2 separate regions of the Gossypium hirsutum genome follow, and region 2 is linked to region 1. Evidence: chromatin contacts called from public Hi-C data. All regions are on one chromosome and are shown on one strand. Each heading gives the region's core, a stretch centred on a gene start, on an enhancer-like site or on the middle of the called end of the contact. The rest is flanking DNA. Distances are from core to core; before and after follow the strand shown.

Region 1 (3,003 bases), core at 181-2,680:
TATTCCTACTACCAGCAGACATTTTTTTTTTGAAAGTGCCACCCTTAGACGTTCTTTTACCCGAAATGGGGATGCTTTTTAGACCACTTCCACTTTGAATTTTTAGTTGAATTCTTTTCTCTTTTTTTTTTTTTTGAGTTAAACAAAAATATAAGTGGCATGCGTTTTAAATTTGGGTTCAAATTCCCCGGAAAAAAATAAAAAAAATTCACGGATCGCAAAATATTAAAAAAAATTCTGAAAATTAGGGTACGAGTAAGATGATCATCTCCAATTCGGTTGTGTCAATATAAAGGAGACAACCCATTTTTAAGATCAAGTTTCGATGACTTTTGAAGTGAAAATCATTGATTCAAGATCATATCAAAGACCTTTAAATTCAATCAAATCAAATTTTTAAGCAAACATCTCACTAAACTCAACTTCAAGACAGAGGCGATTCTAGGGGGCTGGCATGGGCCCCGGCTCCCCTAAAGTGAAAATTTGACATTTAGGCTCTCTAAATTTTTTTAAAATTTTAAATTAGTAAAGGTAAAATTGCACTTTGCCCCCTAAAATTATAAAAATTCAATTTAATACTTTAAAATTTATAAAGATATAGACTATAAAAAATTAAAATTTCATTCGCCCCCCTAAAAAATTGTTCTGACTTCGCCCCTACTTCAAGATTAAGTCTTAATGACTCTTGAAGCAAACCACATCTTTCTAAGATCAAATTTAGATGGTTTTTGGATTGAAACTCCATCGAAATAAGAATTAAAAGAGTTTTCTTTGTAATTAAAAAATTCAAATATTGTACTCTTTTCAAAGAACACAAATAAAATTTGACTTCAAATTTTCAAGTCAATTTACGATTGAATATTTTTGTGTACATGTATATATAAACTTTTATTAATATTTAGGAATTTTATATAATTTTTAATTAAAATTTATATTATTAATAAACATAAACAATCACATATATTATTAATTTTTATATTATAATTTTTATATGACATAAATTTTATAATATAAAAATAAAAAATAATGTCTCGTTGGTTCGAGCGTGCTCAACACATATTTCTTCTTATTTAAGGGCGAGAAGAAGTTATGAGTAGGTTTATACTTTGTATCAAACCAAAAAAAAATTATTTGGATATGAGTTGAGATTAAAGCTCCCCATGAACTACGCCGAGCCAAGCCCTGGTTTCAAAAAATTTTCACGCTCATACCTGTTTCGGGCTGACACGATCCACTAAAAAAAATCATTTTACTATTAAAAATAATAAAATAATAAAAATATTTTTAATTAATATTTATAATTAAATTTAAATTTAAAAAATAATTCAAGCCCAAAATACAACATTCCTGTCCAAGTTTGATCCAAATCAGGCTGGGTTTATTAGACCGAGTGGGCTACCCGGCCATTGGAAAGGTGTAGTGTGGCACTCAAATCACCTCAATTTTCTTGACATTTCATTTCAGTACCAACGGTGAATCATGTTTTTGCCTTTTTGGTAAACTAGCGGCTTGAAACCAACAAAGGGATCCTCCAAACCCATCAAGTCCCAATGTAGAACTGAGCAAACCCTTTTTACAGTGTCGTAAAACCTCCATAAACCCACAGTTTTTTTTTTCTTTTTAGAATCATAAACCCACAGTTTTAAGAATTAAACCCAAGAGAAACCCAGAGAGAAGACGCTAATCCCCCCCCAAGCAAAAAAAAAAAATGTTTCAAAGCAGAGTAGTTGGTTCAATTCTAAAGAGAAACAAAGCTATAATCAACAGCTTAACATCCAATCTCAAGGGAACCTGTTCCTCTCGTTGTTTTACGCCTTCTTCTGCTAATGCAGTTGCTAGGACCTCCTTTTATGGCTTTAGATCACTGCCTAAGGTTCTTTTATCTCTCGATTTTGATTCTTTCTTCATTTTATTGATATGGGTATCGTTTTTTTTTTCGAATAAATCTTTTGTAGTTAATTTTTTAGTTCTTGAGAAGGGATGTGATTGGATTGATCACCTTCTTTTAGCGTATTTCTTTAAGTTTTTTGTTGAGTAATTGGAATTTGCATTTCTCTACTGTGATGCTGATAGATTGTGGTTATTGGTGGGAGAACAAGTGATTTGGATCATCCCCTTTTTTTGGATTTGTTTGATTTAAGCTTTTGGAGTGTGGGATGAATGATGGGAATCCATTTAAAATTAGAAACATTCATACTAGAACCATAATATGAGTTTGATGACAGCACTTGGGAATAGTTTTTTATTCTAGCATAACAGATGCATTCCCTGGTTCTAATTTAAAGAACTATTAGGAATTTTGATCTGTATTGCTTTTTCTATATTCATGGAGAGGCTACATTTAGCGTAAGTACTTGAAGGTGAAAATGGTGGTTCAAGTATTGTTTTAACATCCAAGGAAAAAAAGTTGTTTCTGCTGTAAATTTTCTCTTAAAGTTACGTAAAAGAACAATGGTGATATGCTCTCCAAGTGGTATGTGAATGTGACTAAAAGGAAGATCTTTTATTTGTTTTAGGGACATCATGTGCCGTCCTTCAGGAATATGTCCACCGTGGCTTCTGTTGGCACTGAGAAGCAGGGATTGAAGATGCTAGTAACTGCAGGTCCACGTGCTCAGAAAATGGTGGGGATATGGCTTTTTGGTTCTGCTGCATGGGTTTTTAGTATGGTGGTACTAGGTGGTGTCACACGATTAACCCGATCTGGCCTTTCAATGACTGATTGGAAATTCGCCGGGAACCTTCCTCCTCTATCTGATGAGGAGTGGCAGCAAGAGTTTGAGAAATACAAGCAGTCACCAGAGTACAAGCGGTATGAGCAAAAATCTGTTATAATGATGTATTTGCTACAATAATCCTAGTTTCACTTCTAAGTACTTTGCAGCCCTAGGTAGAACTTCTCATGACTATATTTTGCTGCCATAATCGATTTATTTTTATAACTTCTATTATGTTCTTAACAAACATTGCTAAGCAGCCAGGAGGGGTGAAGATGTGAAGTTT
Region 2 (3,003 bases), core at 344-2,843, 140 kb before region 1:
TGCTGCAATGGCACCATAGTCTGCCCATAAACAAGCTCTAACCTATTAGCATAAACTTCGATCCACCTCCAACACTCAAAACTTCTGTTGGGGAAGGAAGGGATAAAAATTGTATCTTTTATCAACTAACGTAAGCTAATGAATCTCAATAATCAACTTTCAAGAACCCCAAAACTAAAGAAAGACAATGGTCTCAGTTAACCCCCAAAAGGATTAAATAATTTAAAAAGGAAACATAAAGAAAAAAAAAAGGGTAATAATCTCTTACCTCAACTTCAAGCAAAGCTTTCAAATTTTCAACCTATTAGAAACAAAGGAAAATACCAAAATCAGCAAAATAAGTATAAAGATTGAGGAAAAAGGGGTAGCTTTCAAAACAAATTCAATCTAATAAAACAAGTAAAAAAAAATCAGCAAAAAGGAGTAAAGAACTAAAAGAAGGGATTAAAGGGTGCTTAACAGTTTCATGAGGATCAACATCCAAGCTAAGGATCTGTTCATCTGCAGTCATTACAGTAATTCTCATCCTGGCAGAAGCTTTAGATCTTTGATTTAATGAAAGTTTTGGGGTTAACAAATAATTAGTAATATATAAATATAAGAAAAGAAAGGACTTTAATTTACCTTTGTTTCAATTTACTTTATATTGGATGTTGTTTCTTACGACAGAGTTTCAGTTCCCTTCGCTCTTTTAACTTCTTGTCGAAGTAGGTGCAAGTGATTGTCCACAATGGGGACTAGAGTTAACCGCTTACGTGTCATACTTTTATTGGTAGTCTTTGTTGTATGATATTACCACTATACTTTTCTTTTAGATAAGTATATCAATATTGATTTTGGTCTATGATACTAAATTTAAAATCTTTTATATGCAGATATTTTTAAGTTTTTCTAAATATATTTTATAATTTTTAGAATTATAATTAAAATGATAAATTTTACATTAAACTTTTGTTATTCACTTAGGGACAAGAGTGGTTAAAATATTTAATTTTAAAAAGTCAACTAATTAAACTGAAAATATTAATAGTGGGGACTAAAATAGAATAAATTAAATCGTTAGGTGACTATTAAAATTAAAAAAATTATATTTTTACTATTATAAAAATATACAAATTAATTTGAGAAAGGAAAACAATTTTGCTGACTCCGCTATCGATTGGATCAGGGGTCTATCCTCCTTCGACTTCTGAAATAATTAAATTGAGTGTTTCAGCAAAGAGGCCACCTTAAAGAAATCACGTCTTTAAATTGAAGAGCATCACTCAAGAATCTAAATGTAAACACATCATAATATTCATAAATCCCAAGAAAGAAACAATCCAAACTGGGAAAAAAATGAGATTTAAAAACCAAAAAAATGGGAGGGAAGAAATTAGAATTGAAGTGGAGCTCCATAACCCAAGACAGGCCTTCCATAAGGAAAGAATAAAGGATCACAGGGATAAAAATCAATCTCATCGTGCGTTGAATTTTTTATCTTCTCTATCCCTTTCTTGAAAACACCAAAACCAAACAAAGTACCGATCACAATCACTATAATTACCAAATATGTGCAGCACATACATATTCTCCCAAAACACATCTTTTTTTTCTTCTTTTATTTACAGGGAAACTTTTTGGTTTTTAACAGGAAGAGAGACGTGAAAAGGGGAGTGGGAAATGGAGGTTTTTGGATCTGAGAAAAACGTGGAGTGATATGTTTGTGACTTTGGTTATAAACATGTGGACTGGGCTTTAAGACATTTTTAACACTCCAAATTTGCAATAGGTTTAGTGTTTCTTTTCAATCATCAACAATGGGTATAGCATAAGAAACAAATATCTTGCTCCACAAACCCTGTCTTTAGTCCACAAACATGCCCACTTGAATAGTAAAGGCTTTTGCAACCAAAATCCACCATCCATCAACCACTTCAAACAAGATCTAAAGAGGCATTACAATCGCATTTAACAAAATCAATAATGGGAAATTCCCAAGAAGTAGCCGATCCAGACTTGGGGAAATAGTTTCTATTCGTAGCCATTGGCTCAAATAAGCACTAGTACTACTGAAAGACGGACTCTCCATAAATGTCAACAAAGAGGAGCTCCTGTCTCTATTCTTTGATGCTACCAAAATAGAAACTTGTTTATCTTTCTTGCTATCTGAACCAAACTTATTGTCGAGTTTGTCTTTACTCAACAAATGACCCTTCACATCCTCAAACAAGAGTTTGTCTCTGTCATAAATTAGGGTCTCCTTGAAAGACTTATATGAAGAGGGTAAAGAACACAATAATAGCATAGCATGATCTTTATCGTCAATCTTAACCTCAACATTCTTTAAATCATTCAAAAAAAGTAATAAATTGACTAATGTGATCTCTAAGAAGCTCACATTCGTTTATGCGAAACGTAAATAAACATTGTTTCAACACTAAACGGTTAGCTAGAGACTTAGTCGCATAAAGAGTTTCTAACCTTTTCCAAGGCGGATAAGGTTTTCTCCATCAATACTATAACACCCTTAACCTGTCTCTATCATCAGATTAGGGTTATAGAGCATTACTTAGCAATAAAAAAAACATTCAACATCAAAACATCTAAATAAAATAATTTAGCACTAAATGAATAAATCACATTAAAAACCTAACAAACATATGCATCTGGGCCCTAAATCGAGCCTTCAAGGCCCTAAAAATGGTTTAGAAGCAATTCGAGACTAATTTGAAACAAATCAGAAGACTTGAGAAAAAGTTGTAAAATTTGAAAATAGGGGTCACACGGCCATCTGACAGCCCAGGCCATATAACAATCGAATAAAGGGACACACGGCCGTGTCTCAGCCCGTGTCTCAACCCGTGTAGCTCACTGAGTTGGGTCACACAACCGTGTCATAGGCCATGTGCCAAACCGTGTAACTCTCTGACTTGTGACACACGACCATGTCGCAGGCCGTGTGCTAGGCCATGTAACACACTAACTTAATACACTAAGAATTTACAAGTGACACACGGCAGT

The links. Hi-C and Micro-C count contacts between places; a contact is called where the count stands out from the background.
Region 2: a contact with region 1 is called in a Hi-C map of leaf, with 4 times the contacts expected there. The contact joins the promoter of LOC107920379 here to the promoter of LOC107920309 in region 1. A contact is called at or near these places in 19 of 34 Hi-C or Micro-C datasets (anther, callus, fibers and 4 more).

Annotation. Positions count from the first base shown.
Region 1 is chrD13:47,007,260-47,010,262 of Gossypium_hirsutum_v2.1, reverse strand. LOC107920309 (cytochrome c oxidase assembly protein COX15) reads left to right here and starts at 1,430. Exons shown (of 7, transcript XM_016849955.2): 1 at 1,430-1,873; 2 at 2,517-2,812. The coding sequence starts at 1,709.
Region 2 is chrD13:47,146,414-47,149,416 of Gossypium_hirsutum_v2.1, reverse strand. It overlaps LOC107920379 (protein DNA-DAMAGE INDUCIBLE 1), which reads right to left and starts at 1,593. Exons shown (of 15, transcript XM_016850071.2): 1 at 461-1,593; 2 at 269-301; 3 at 1-20. The coding sequence starts at 526.